Linked DNA regions of Triticum aestivum: region 1 is linked to region 2. The links are chromatin contacts, called in public Hi-C maps. All regions are on one chromosome and are shown on one strand. Each heading gives the region's core, a stretch centred on a gene start, on an enhancer-like site or on the middle of the called end of the contact. The rest is flanking DNA. Distances are from core to core; before and after follow the strand shown. Region 1 holds the start of LOC101290673 (CBL-interacting protein kinase 31). Region 2 has its middle 41 kb from the start of LOC101290673.

Region 1 (7,401 bases), core at 4,525-7,024, 43 kb after region 2:
CTTTGGAGTGACTCTTTGTTGCATGTTGAGGGATAGTAATATGATCCAATTATGTTATTATTGTTGAGAGAACTTGACTAGTGAAAGTATGAACCTTAGCCCTTGTTTCAACGCATTGCAATACCGTTTTCGCTCACTTTTATTACTAGTTACCTTGTTGTTTTTATATTTTCAGATTACAAAAACCTATATCTACCATCCATATTGCACTTGTATCACCATCTCTTCGCCGAACTAGTGCACCTATACAATTTACCATTGTATTGGGTGTGTTGGGGACACAAGAGACTCTTTGCTATTTGGTTGCAGGGTTGTTTGAAAGAGACCATCTTCATCCTACGCCTCCCATGGATTGATAAACCTTAGGTCATCCACTTGAGGGAAATTTGCTACTGTCCTACAAACCTCTGCACTTGGAGGCCCAACAACTTCTACAAGAACAAGGTTGTGTAGTAGACATTAATATCCCCAAGCGGGAGCACAAGCGCGCACTCAGGGACGTTCACGCCATAGAGCCAGTCGCTCCAAAATTCAACCCATGGTCGGCTTGCCCGATCTCTTTTGATCGCAGAGACCATCCGACCAGTATCCACCACGGAGGTTCGGCAGCATTGGTCCTCGATCCAATCATCGACGGATTCCATCTTATGCGAGTCCTTATGGACGGCGGCAGCAGCGTTAACCTGCTTTATCAGGACACTGTCCGCAAAATGGGTATTGATCCGTCAAGAATCAAACCCACTAAAACCACCTTCAAAGGAGTGATACCCGGCGTCGAGGCCTATTGCACAGGGTCCATAACGCTGGAAGTAGTCTTCGGTTCACCGGATAATTTCCGTAGTGAAGACTTGATCTTCGACATCGTCCCCTTCCGCAGTGGCTATCATGCACTGCTCAGACGAACCGCTTTCACCTGTTTCAATGCAGTCCTGCACTACGCTTATCTAAAGCTCAAGATGCCAGGATCACGTGGCGTTATAACAGTCAATGGAAACATGGAGCGCTCCCTCCGTACTGAGGAGCATACCGCGGCCCTCGCAGCCGAAGTACAGGGTGGCCTTATCAAGTCGAATACTATATCGGCAGTCAAGCCACCGGACACTGTCAAACGAGTCCGGTCTACCATGGAGAATAACAGTCCGGCTCGTCCAGAGCTAGATTAGCAATTCGGCCTCCGTCAAAGACCTAACCTGGTTGCGGCATATGTACCGTGCGTCCATAATTACGCACTAAAAATACCATGGGCAAGGACGGAGGCACACTAAAAACAAAGTCCACAATACGGCTCGACCCTATTCGGACCGTCATATCCTTCCTTTTTTCTTCTTATTTTTATTTTTTTCAGGTTCTTTACAACCCACATCACCTTTCGATGGTACCAATGGCCCTTTTTCAGGCCCCTTATGCATACTCGATCGTTGATCCTCTCAAAGGATCCTACACCAAGGCGGAAAGCAGCGCAGACGTGCGGCAGAGTGTCCAAAGGATCTTCTAGATCACCTTCCCTTTTTTAGGACCCGTAAGAGCTTTCTCTTGTTCTCAAATTCTTGGCATGTAAAATAGCCTCGATAAATATGGCATTCTCTATAAGAGTACGTTTGACGTACGAATCAGAATATAGCAGAAACATTTTCTTGCCCTACCTTATTCGGTATTGGCCTAATCTGTCATCTGTATCCCGTCTTAACGACTGATTGACATATACACATTGACATTAATTTCCAGGGGCTGTATTCGGCCACAAATGTCCAAAAACAAAAAAGTCCAAACAGTTTCATAGTACACTTCGGCGTCCCGAATATCGCATTATATGCATCGGTTCCGAATCATGTCTTTGGTCAATAGTTGGGTTGCCCGGCTCCTGTGGTTACCATCTTACGTTCCGCTTGTTCGGCTAAGGTAGTAAAGGGAGAACTACTGCGATTGTGTTTCTGATTTGTCTGGTCAAACACCTCAGTAGAGAAAGCCAAAAACTGACTGTCATGATACAGCGGGAGTTGGTTGGCTATTCGGCGACTTAATACAAATCTCTCGCGATTTTTTCCATATTATATGAAGGACTGACTTCGGTTCGGTCACGCGCCTAAAGGCATCCCAGTTCGGAAAGCCGCATGCACACCAGGGGCTAGTTCTTAGCCCCATGGTCAAACTCCTATGGCTAAGTGAAAGTGCTAAAGCCGCATAGTCTGATTGCCTGGTTCGTTACGTAAGTCACCTCCTTTACGGACCAAGACATTGTGTCAAGAGTGATTACACGTTATTATGAACACCCCCGCAGCATCTACGTGGGGGCTGAAGCCGATGACTGGCAAACTTTCAAGAATAATAAAATACGACCACACAGGAGGTATGTAGTTCGGATAAAAGCATAAAGACATTACAAAGTCTTCGTTTATAACACAAGGTCGGGGCAGTTCGGATACATTCACTCGAACATAATATCCTTCGAGCATTGACCCTCTATCAAACAGGCACCCTCGAGGACATCTTCAAAATAGCGCTCCAGCTTGCGGTGGTCCTTGCCGCCGGGCGGACCTTCAACTGCCACGACGGCGGCTTTTATCTTCGCCCAGTGCATCTTGACACGGGAAAAGGCCATCCACGCACCTTCTATGCACGCCGAGCGCTTCACAGCCTCAACTCGGGGCAAGGCGTCGCCGAGCCGCTTGACTAGGCCGAAGTAGCTGCTCGGAATGGGTCCGGCTGGCCATAGCCGGACTACGAGGTCCTTCATGGCCAAACCAGACATCCGATGCAGCTCTGCCAGCTGCATCATCTGGTTGTTTAGCAACGCTGGCCGCTCCGGCGCCAAGTACTGTGACCGGAAGAGCTTCTCCGTCGTGTTCCCTTCTTGGGCCCGGAAATACTGAGCGGCGTCGGCAGCACTCCTCGGGAGATCCGCAAAGGAGTCTAGAGCACTCCATAGTCGATTTAGCAAAGCATACTTCGACCGCCAAATATACTCTGTAAAAGAAAAGGCTTACCAGCCGCTATCTGTTCGGCTTGCCTGATCTCCTCGCGAGCCGCCCTAGACTCGGTCCGCGCCTCTTTTGCCTCTTGAAGAGCCTTGGTAAGTTCGGCCGCTTGGGCCTTATTACTCTCCTCCAAGGCCTCACACTTGTTGGCGGCATCCTGGAGCGCTTGCTCCACTTCGATCACCCTCTCCTCATACTGGCGGCGGGCGACCTGTTCGGCCTTTAATTCCGCAGCTGCTTTGTCTGCGGCCGCCTTGCTCGCCCTCGCCTCCTCCTTGGCTTCGGCAAGGGCACTCTTGAGGGTCTCGACCTCGGTAGCACTGCCTAAAATCATACACATAGCAGCACATGATCTTAAACTCTGAGTTTGCATTACAATTCAGGCTTGTAAGGGGTCTTTTAAAAGCATACCTTGGGCCTCATCGAACTGCTTGTTCACACGGTCGATCTCATCTTCAGCCAGCTTCAGTTTCTGCTGGAGTTCGAAAACTTCAGCGTCCTTGGCTGAAGCCGCTAATAGTGAAGCATGTTTATCAAAATAGATAAGTGTGTCATCTCCGGCGAATATTTGATCCTCTGTCCGACCCCTTTTTCCAAAAAACCGAACAGATCTCAGGGGCTACTATCTATACACAGTCATACTTTTTGCACATATAAAAGCGGCTAAGAATATTATGTCGTATACCTCAAAACCCGTTAACAGGCTAGTGAAAGCTTCGTTCAGTCCGCTTTTGGCGGACTGAACCTTCTCAACCACCGTACTCATCAGGGTACGGTGCTCCTCCACGACGGAAGCACGTCGAAGTGCTTCCTTGAAAGTGTCCGGCACCTCCAGATTGATGGAGGTTGCCGGTGGAGTCGGTACTCCCCCTCCCTTAAAGGGGGCTGCTCGCTCGATTCCGGAGCCGTATGGGTCTCCAGAGTTGTATTCGGCTGGGGGCCGGCTGGGGGCTAAGATAAATCATATAGGCTAGACATCTAGGGTTTAGCCATTACGATCTCGAGGTAGATCGACTCTTGTAACCCCTATACTCATCAAAGTCAATCAAGCAGGAAGTAGGGTATTACCTCCATTAAGAGGGCCCGAACCTGGGTAAACATCGTGTCCCCTGCCTCCTGTTACCTTCGATCCTCAGACGCACAACTCGGGACCCCCTACCTGAGATCGGCCGGTTTTGACACCGACAGCGCTTGTCCCAGGCCGGTCATACGTCCACAACGGGGGCGGGGCTGGCAGGGCGGGAGGTCCCAAATCCGCCTCATCCCTAACGAGGTCGGCAATGCCCACTTTCAGATGCTACTAGAACGGGACTAGGGCATCTGTCAATGTTTTCCGCGACATGTTTTGGAGAGGAAATGGTGAAACGATGTTAAGCTAGAGAGATTTGAGAGGCGTCGGAGAGGGCAATGGGAGAGAGGGGAGGCCGTGATGTCCTTTTATAGGTTGTCACGATCGCCATTAAGAGGCCAGTTGAGGAGGTCGCAGATGGCTGGAGGCCATCAAGCTGCGTGCTTCTGGTGAGAAGTGTGGGCGCGCTCACATGCCTCTCGTCTGCTCACACAACACCTCTCGGGGTGCTTACATGCAAGCCGGAAGATGATGATATGTGACAGTCATCTGAAGGACTATGACTGGAATCTGAGGGAGCGTGGGTGGCGTTAATGACCGGGTGATTACTCGCTAGTGGTGCCTTGAAGGCCACACAACTTCAAAACCAATTGCCGCGAGGAGGAAGTGGAAACTTACCTCTCGCGTAGACGGCTGGATATGAAGCGAGCTCCAGACGAAGACTCCATGGTGGTGGTCATCTCCTAAGTCGGAGGTGGTCGGCCTGAGACTAGGTGGTCGGATCTCGAGATCCGTCATCTAGTCCCAGGTGCGAGTCGGGGAGACATAGTTGTCAATGAAAACCGACCTGATGGCGGGCGATGCCGGTGTTCTGCGACATTACCTTGATGAAGGCATCGTCCTGTAACTATTGTCTACCCACTCGTGCTGCTCCGGGTGAAACCCTAGGATCTGGTCTTCCAGATCGGACGATGGTGGCACTGCGGTGTCGTTTCTCTCTTGGGAGCATCGTTTGTGGAGCAGCGCTGGAAAATAGAGGCAAGAGGTGGAGCGGCTTCATCTTGCACGGAGCTTCGGTGGAGATGTCAAGTCATGCCTGACCGACAGGTGCTATGTTGTGTCATGCCTGTTCGGCAGGTGCTACGCACGACAGATTTTCTAGAGACTTCAAGCTGTGTCGGCTGGTGGTACTTGGTGGTATGGTGTTGCGGTGTACCGGCGGCGACCGCGAGGTGTTCAGAAGTTTGCACGCAGGGAGGTGGTGTTGTTGGGCGCCGCGGTGGCGTCGACGGACGATGGCCGGACTGACAGGATGACGTGGATCTCTTTACTGAAGATGGGTCTGCGGTTCGATGATGTTGCCGGCTTCTAAAACGTGTACATGTGGTGTACGCTTTAGGTTTGCTGCACCGGCTGTAAATTTTAATACCTTATACATACGTGCAAAGTTTTGTATGCATAGTTAAAGGTTACCATACGAAAAATGAGCGAGTGACCAAGGGCGAGTTCGCGAGCCTTAGCATGCATGGTTGGCTCTGATAAGAGCACAAACTTATCTACATACTCTGGCCTGGTCTCTGGTGCACACGATGTTCTTCTTCCTGGAGTAAGTAGAAAATACCACTAGTATCCCCCTAGTAGAATCGAAAAGCAGCAGTAGAACGAAGGGGACGAAAAGGATAGGCCATGCAGCCCTTGGGAACTGAAAGGGTGGCAAGGCAGCGTCGGCAATCAAACTTACGTACGCCAGCAGCGGCTGCTCTGCTCGCATCCATCCCGATCGATCCCCATGTCCTTTTCTCGTGGTGGTGCTACTCTAGCTGTGCGAGCACGTACGTGTCAGCCCCCACCTCCTCCCTCCCTCCTTATTTAGCACGACACCTCCCTCTTCCTCCTCTGCATCCACAGCAACAGCTTCCTCTTCCTCCTCAGACCCACCCTCGCTACCTCCTAGCTGCATCTGCTGCTAAGCTCCGCCTCCACCCGCGCGCTGTCTGCTAGCTCGTCGCGTTGAAGGTAAGCCGCAAGCGCCTACCCCTGAATCTATCTGTTCCCTACTGTGCGTGTGCGAATTTTGCATTTCTTGTGCTAGTCGAGGAGGTAGCAGTAAGTGTGCAGATTATGCGCTGAGCTTCATGCGCATTTGCTAGCTCATTGGTTTCATGCCCTGTGAATGATTTTACGACGACTCATTTCTCTTTGCTCTGTTCATTTGAGTAGTACACATACTTCTTTGAGCGAGGATTATGTACCTTACTCCAAAAAGCAGCAGTAACCAGTACATATCTGTAACCTGCTTTCTGAAAATGTTTTGTCATCTTAGGTGACTGTCGGGTAGGATCATAGGTTACCAACTGGAGATTCTTCCTATGCTATGTCTATGTGGCCTCCATCTATGTAGTACCTGCCATGTACTACTTTTCATGAATTTTTTGCCTTTCGGCCGCAGGAACATGCGTTTAGTTTGGGATGATGCATCTCATGGTCTTCGCCACCTTTTTTTTTGTTTGTAGATATGTCTATGCCACCTTTTATATTAGTAAAAGTCAAAGTGGGTTGAGTGTTTTGGACTAGGCTGGTCATTTTATATTGATGATGATGATCAGGTGTTGTTTAGTCTTCCTGGGATCTTTAGGATCTACGCTACTTCTGCTGTTCTTCCTTTATCCTTTTTGGGAAAGATGGTAAAGGCTGCCTCATGATACCAAATCAATACCAAGTTCATAGTGTCCAAAGCCTGATTTCATTGCGCGACTGCAGGTCGTTCAGGAGCATTTTGAAGGTTGAAAGTAACCTTCGGCTGTTGGAAGATGTATCGGGCCAAGAGAGCCGCATTGTCACCAAAGGTGAAGCGCCGTGTCGGCAAGTATGAGCTCGGCCGCACCATCGGGGAAGGGACCTTTGCAAAGGTCAGGTTCGCAAAGAACACTGAAACTATGGAGCCTGTTGCTATCAAAATCCTCGACAAGGAGAAGGTTCAGAAGCTCAGATTGGTTGAACAGGTCATTATCACACAATTCCCTCATATGACGTTGTGGTAGTTTCTTCTTGTTCCTTTTATTATCTGAACATATCATGTCACAGATCAGATCATGATATGAACGTGGTAAAATTTTAAAGTTCAGTCAACCATGCATATCATCTTTTATGAATACTAGTTTTTTTTTCCAAAAAGGGGGGAAGACCCCGGCCTCTACATCCTCATGATGCACACAGCCATTTTCATGAATGTTAGTAACCAATAACCAAGCCAGCAAAAGGATTATGTTTCTTACCTTTTTTTCTGAGATGCACAGATGTGATCTTTGGTTTTATCTAGTTAATAAAGCTTTTATAAAATCTAGTTAATAAAGTTCA
Region 2 (7,270 bases), core at 585-3,084:
AGTGTTTTCGTGGACTCCCCTGGTGGTTTGGGGATATTTGGCAATATATAGGCAAAAGAATTAGGTCGGGAGAGGCACGAGGGGCCCACAAGGGTGGGGGCGCGCCCTGCCCCCTTGGCGCGCCCTATGTCTTTGTGGCCGCCTCGTGGCTCCTCCGACTTCATCTCCAAGTCTCCTGGTCTAAGAAAAATCATCGTGAAGTTTTCATTCCGTTTGGACTCCGTTTGGTATTACTTTTCTGCGAAACTCAAAAACAAGAAAAAACAGAAACTGACACTAGGCTCTAGGTTAATAAGTTAGTCCCAAAAATAGTATAAAATATCATATTAATGCATATAAAACATTCAAAACAGATAATATAATAGCATGAAATAATAAAAAATTATAGATACTTTGGAGAGGTATCGGTCGCCTCGACGTGGCTTGCCCGCGCCGGCTTCGCCTCGCGCCTTGCCCCACTCCGCAGCGTCCGGCCCCGTCGCGCTCATCAGCCTGGCCTCGCCCCGCCGCGCCCTGCTGCACCCCGTCGCGCTCGCCGCGCCCGGCGTCGCCCGCTGCATCCGGCCTCGCCTCGCACCCGCGCTAGGCTGGTGTTGCTGCAGCCGTCGCATCGCCTCCTCGCGCGCTGCAAGCTCCCCTGCGTGCTACATGTTTGAGAAAATGTCCAGGCATGTCAAAAATGGGCCTGACTATCGTTAGGCGCACTGGTTGACCCAAATAAAAAAGGGACAAATATGTCCGTGCGGCAGACTCAAATTGAAAAAAAAAGTATAAAATGTTTGTCCGTTTGGGTTGGTAGGTTGAGGTTGCTCAGAGGGTCGGCGGGTTGGAGATGCCTGATGGTGCTGACTAGACATAAAGCCGGAGTACGATGTAAAAAAGAGAGAGAAAAGGCTGCTCACCACGTCAGTGCGCGTCAGTTGGCAGGAGGTACAGTCCATGAATATGCCAAGGTCCATGGCTGGCAATCGGTACTAGTAGTACTGTACTCACTCTCTTTGGTGATAATCTATTTTAAGATAATCTGGTGACTGGTGTGACAATCTAATCTGACACTCCATGATGAGTCGGAAATCTCCCCTTCTTCCGGGCCGGTTGCATGCATGTGCATGGAGAAGAAGAGCCGGGTAGCAGCCAGCGACGGGTACCAGGTTGTTCGTAGTACGACGATGCAAAATCATCAAATTCCTCCATCGCACAGCCAATCGACGAGTCTCGTACGAAGACGTACTGTACGCTCTACGAAGCGGGCAAAACTCAAATGCAAATTCACTCACTGGGTCCATTTTCGCCCGAGACGGCATATATCCCCGTCGGCCGAACATACAGGACGGCCGTGCGTCAGTCAGTCAGTCAGCCCGCAAGTTTTGACCGCAGCCGGCCGCACGCACACTCTGGATCAACTCCAGTCCAGCCAGTGAAGGTTTAACACGAGCCCGGCCGGTTGGCCGCCTCGAGATAGATAGATAAGCACAACGGGGCTCGATAAGGCACTGGATCTGACCGCCATGCGAAGCGAGAAGGCCCTCCACGACGCCGGATCCGTACGGATATCTGTCGACGGTAGGTAGGAATATGATAGACGGGCGGGCGGGCGGGACCGAGATCCATTGATCGGGGCGCGCGTGGGCCACGAGCGGCGCGGGGCCGGGGCCAGGTCCAGGTCCTTTTCAATGCTGGCTCGTGTGGTGACCCTTTGTCCGTTCCGCGCAGCTGCCAGGAAGCTTCGTCCATCCCCATCGCCCCCTCGCCGCGGCCCCCGCGACGTCCCGTTGGTTGCTGCTCGGTTTACGTTTGCGGGTGCGTTCTACGCTGCGTGGCCACCCTGCTAGCCGCACTGGCATGGCATGGCATGGCAGCTAATTAAAAGGGGCAGCCATACGCGAAAGCAACCCAGGATAGCTCTTGCAGCAGAGCAGCGTACATGGCTGGCTGGTCGATCGACTGAGGAGTCCGATGCTGATCTTGCGTGCCGGATCTGGCGTCTTCCGTCGTCGACCGTCATCTTCTCTCTCTGTGGGCGCTATCTCATCTTTGCTACTGCCGATGCTGATGCGCGTCGTGACAACGGCCGCGAGTTAAGTTGGACGGCAAGCTCGTACCAAATTTCTGTGTAGTAGCTCCTCCCATCCCATGCATGGCCTCACGCGCCCCATCACACGGTTTTTTTTTCGAGAGATTAAAATTAAATGATCAAACAGGCACCTCATACTATCAATCTACGCTCGACGGGTAGAGAAGCCCGCGCTGTGCATTCGCAGTTTGTTACGGGTGATCGATAGTCCTCTCTTGGATCTGTGGCCAGAATTAGCATGGATTTCACTCGTCGACCATGTCCACGCATTCCCAAGTTCCATCCAAGGCCATGCACGCAGCTGCCACGAAGCTTCCTTCTTCGCAGGGCACACGCAAGTGACACGGGTGAATCTCCTGGCCCCTCGCCACTCCAACAAGTCGACCAATTTTATGGTCAGCAACTACAACAGCTACCTGTAAAATTTTGAACTCCGACAGCCTACCATAGCAGACATGGAGGCAATGATAGAAGAAAGCAGCCACCCAAGCTAGCGCAATAAAAAACCGATCATCCATTCTCTTTACATCGATGCAATGCCAAAAGCCTACACAGAATCTTGCTTGCGCAGGTGGCCATTCTTGTCTTGAGCCGCCGAGGAGAAAAAGGTCGACGTCCACATACTCATGGCTACAAAAAGCTTCACAGCGCGCATACCGGAATTAATAATACAGAAACGGGAACAAAAAGGCATTACCACTTGATCCGTCCAACCAACATAGTTGCCTCCTTTCCTTTAACAAAAACATAGTTGCCTCTTTCCAGTTTTCAGAAAAAAAGGGGTGAAAAAGAACAAACACCGAACACATATACTCCCTTTCGTTTCTAAATATAAGACCTTTAAGAGATTTCACTACGGACTACATACGAATGTATATAAACGTGTGTAGTCCATATTGAGATATCTAAAAAGACTTATATATTTAGGAACTGAGCCAGGATAGAGCGACGTCACTAGAGAGAAAAATGTAGGGGAATACACGCATGGACTCACCTGAACATGTGTGCACTGAATCAACATAGCACTCCGGATATAGGCGAATACAAACCGGAAATTCGCAGGGCAGGCGAGTGCAGGGGCACTCGCCTTCCAAGGCCTGCCGCCCGCTTGATTTGCCTCGCGATTCGCGAAGCAGTTGAATCCTGCGGGAGGGCACAATAAGAAAGGAAATTCCTCAAAAAGCTTTAAGTTCCAACAATGAAACTTACGGTTTTTGCATGTAAAAATGCAAAATTTCAACAAGTTTTAGAGATATAAAGCAATTTTTCTGTTGGCCATAGACACAAAATAATTTTATCGGACCCTCATACTAAGTTTCAACATTGAAACTTCACATTTTTTGTAAAAAGTCGTCAAAATATACTATTTAAAATGGATCTTAGTTCAAAGTGCTGGTCACGAGAAACACGAATATGAAAACATAACTTAATTTTATTTTTTTATAAGATATAAAACTTCAAAAATTGAAAGCCAAAATAAAAAACCGGCAACAAGACCTGAGTGGCCACGCACCTGCGTGCCGCAAATCCTCGTTCGAACATAAACATATGTACCTTCTTCCCGGGGAAAAACGCAAGCGCAATGCTAACGGAACTGAAGGCGTGCAACCGGATTCACTCTGTGCATTTTGAAACCGAACCGAAAAACCATACCAAAATAAACCAAACCAATTTTACGGTTTTTATGTGTGGTATAATTTTTTTCATACCGTTTTGAACTTCCATTTTTATAGTATATATCGAAAAACCAAACGGTTAATCAAATAAACCGAAATAAAAGATATATTTACATTTTTTGAGGCGAACAACCATATGAGTTGCCGCATTTCTTGTACATGAGCCAGATTGCCTAATAAGCACGTGCATTTTCCGTGTAACATAGTCATTTTTTTCTAAAAAATGCTAAGCACGTCCATAACCACCAAGATATGAATTAATCCATGTATATATATATCCTTATATATATACTTATATACTATTTGAGTTTTGAGTCATAAAATTGTAAATTATTATTACATCATTTTCAAATTCGTGTCAACTTTGATTATTATGGATATATCAAACAATATCAGAATCGGACATTATTTTAATCTCATACCATATTTACCGAAATATTAATACTGTACAAACCCAAAAACCGTATAAAACGAACCATATAAACTGAATAAACCGAATGCACGGAGTGAAGTCGGATGCATGAGAGAACTATGGCCATGCATTCATGTGCACATGGCTATGGTCCCAGGTGGCAGGTGAGATATTGGGTCCTCATGGTTAAGCTTGTCGTAATGATAGTATCATAGCTAGTACTCATGCTACTAAATAGATAATTTTGATGAGTTGTCATAAAATTAAATGAAGAAAGAGAGCATTGAGTATCATATCATGATACTGTATCATAATAAATGCTATGCTAATATGTGTCATGCATGGCAATAAATAAAGTACTACATGATACTAATATATGATACTATGCATTAGGGAGGTAGTATCATACACTAATATCATATGCATGACACTACTATATGATACTCCCCATTACAACCAGCCTAATAGTAAAACTAACCGCCGGCTCTACCCAACAATTATGTACTTCCTCTATATAAAGAACTATAAGAGCGTTTAGATCACTATTTTAATATATAGTCAACTTGTTCTCTTCTCTCTCCATCTATTCTCTTCTCTCTCCGTCAACTCGAAAAGAATATAATATTTAAAATCCTTATAGTCTGTTTATACCATTTTATTATACTTTGCTCTCACTGAGGGTAGTGTTCCACGGCCTCCTTGCCATTGTGTACTACGTGGTTACAGGTTTCAGGGCAACTTTCAACACTGACCCGCAAATCAAACACCGCATTCGACCGTAGACACGGATGTGGAAGTCGACCATTCAATGCTATTTGCATACATTTCAAAACAAGTTTAAATAAAAAGGACGAAATTGTTGGGAAACGTAGTAATTTCAAAAAAAATCCTACGCACACGCAAGATCATGGTGATGCATAGCAACGAGAGGGGAGAGTGTTGTCCACGTACCCTCATAGACCAAAAGCGGAAGCGTTAACACAACGCAGTTGATGTAGTCGTACGTCTTCACGATCCGACCGATCAAGTACCGAACGCCCGGCACCTCCGAGTTCAGCACACGTTCAGCTCGATGACGTCCCTCGAACTCCGATCCAGCCGAGTGCTGAGGGAGAGTTTCGTCAGCACGACGGCGTGGTGACGATGATGATGTTCTACCAACGCAGGGCTTCGCCTAAGCACCACTACGATATTATCGAGGTGTAATATGGTGGAGGGGGGCACCGCACACGGCTAAGAGATCAATAGATCAATTGTTGTGTCTATGGGGTGCCCCCTGCCCCTGTATATAAAGGAGCAAAGGGGGAGAGGTGCGGCCAGCCTTGGGGCGCGCCAGGAGGAGTCCTACTCCCACCGGGAGTAGGACTCCCCCCCTTTTCCTAGTTGGATTAGGACTTGGGAGGGGGGAAAGTGGAGAGGGAGAAGAAGGAAGGGGGGCGCCGCCCCCTTCTCCTTGTCCTATTCGGACTAGGGGGAGGGGCGCGCGGCCCAGCCCTAGCCGCCTCTCCTCTCTTCCACCTAGGCCCACTAAGGCCCATTATGTTGCCGGGGGGTTCCGGTAACCTCCCGGTACTCCGGTAAAATCCCGATTTCACCCGGAACACTTCCGATATCCAAATATAGGCTTCCAATATATCAATCTTTATGTCTCGACCATTTCGAGACTCCTCGGCATGTCCGTGATCACATCCGGGACTCCGAACAACCTTCGGTACATCAAAACATATAAACTCATAATATAACTGTCATCGAAACGTTAAGCGTGCGGACCCTACGGGTTCGAGAACTATGTAGACATGACTGAGACACGTCTCCGGTCAATAACCAATAGCGGAACCTGGATGCTCATATTGGCTCCCACATATTCTACGAAGATCTTTATCGGTCAGACCGCATAACAACATACGTTGTTCCCTTTGTCATCGGTATGTTACTTGCCCGAGATTCGATCGTCGGTATCTCAATACCTAGTTCAATCTCGTTACCGGCAAGTCTCTTTACTCGTTCCGTAATACATCATCCCGCAACTAACTCATTAGTTACAATGCTTGCAAGGCTTATAGTGATGTGCATTACTGAGTGGGCCCAGAGATACCTCTCCGACAATCGGAGTGACAAATCCTAATCTCGAAATACGCAACCCAACAAGTACCTTTGGAAGCACCTGTAGAGCACCTTTATAATCACCCAGTTACGTTGTGACGTTTGGTAGCACACAAAGTGTTCCTCCGGTAAACGGGAGTTGCATAATCTCATAGTCATAGGAACATGTATAAATTATGAAGAAAGCAATAGCAGAATACTAAACGATCGTGTGCTAAGCTAACGGAATGGGTCAAGTCAATCACATCATTCTCCTAATGATATGATCCCGTTAATCAAATGACAACTCATGTCTATGGCTAGAAAACATAACCATCTTGGATCAACGAGCTAGTCAAGTAGAGGCATACTAGTGACACTATGTTTGTCTATGTATTCACACATGTATCATGTTTTCGGTTAATACAATTCTAGCATGAATAATAAACATTTATCACGATATAAAGAAATAAATAATAACTTTATTATTGCCTCTAGGGCATATTTCCTTCAGTCTCCCACTTGCACTAGAGTCAATAATCTAGTTCACATCGCCATGTGATTTAACATCAATAGTTCACATCAACATGTCTGTCACATTCAGATCCGTAAGTATTTTGCAAATTTCTATGTCTACAATGCTCTGCACGGAGCTACTCTAGCTAATTGCTCCCACTTTCAATATGTATCTAGACCGAGACTTAGAGTCATCTAGATTAGTGTCAAAACTTGCATCGACGTAACCCTTTACGACGAACCTTTTGTCACTTCCATAATCGAGAAACATATCCTTATTCCAGTAAGGATAATTTTGACCGATGTCTAGTGATCTACTCCTAGATCACTATTGTACTCCCTTGCCAAAATCAGTGTAGGGTATACAATAGATCTGGTACACAGCATGGCATACTTTATAGAACCTATGGCCGAGGCATAGGGAATGACTTTCATTCTTTTTCTATCTTCTGCCGTGGTCGGGCTTTGAGTCTTACTCAATTTCACACCTTGTAACACAGGCAATAAACT

What was found. Hi-C and Micro-C count contacts between places; a contact is called where the count stands out from the background.
Region 1: a Hi-C map of leaf shows a contact between it and region 2, with 5 times the contacts expected there. The contact joins the promoter of LOC101290673 here to the enhancer-like site in region 2. A contact is called at or near these places in 2 of 5 Hi-C or Micro-C datasets (both in leaf).

Annotation. Positions count from the first base shown.
Region 1 is chr4D:312,993,604-313,001,004 of IWGSC CS RefSeq v2.1, forward strand. It overlaps LOC101290673 (CBL-interacting protein kinase 31), which reads left to right and starts at 5,775. Exons shown (of 15, transcript XM_044519419.1): 1 at 5,775-6,060; 2 at 6,805-7,046. The coding sequence starts at 6,855.
Region 2 is chr4D:312,954,432-312,961,701 of IWGSC CS RefSeq v2.1, forward strand. No RefSeq gene overlaps it. Among protein-coding and RNA genes, the nearest start is that of LOC101290673, 41 kb to the right of the region's middle. Within about 2 kb of position 1,835, at least 8 of the 8 cell types and tissues checked have an H3K27ac peak or open chromatin away from gene starts, as enhancers often do. A contact at or near this core is called in leaf, where this site is marked.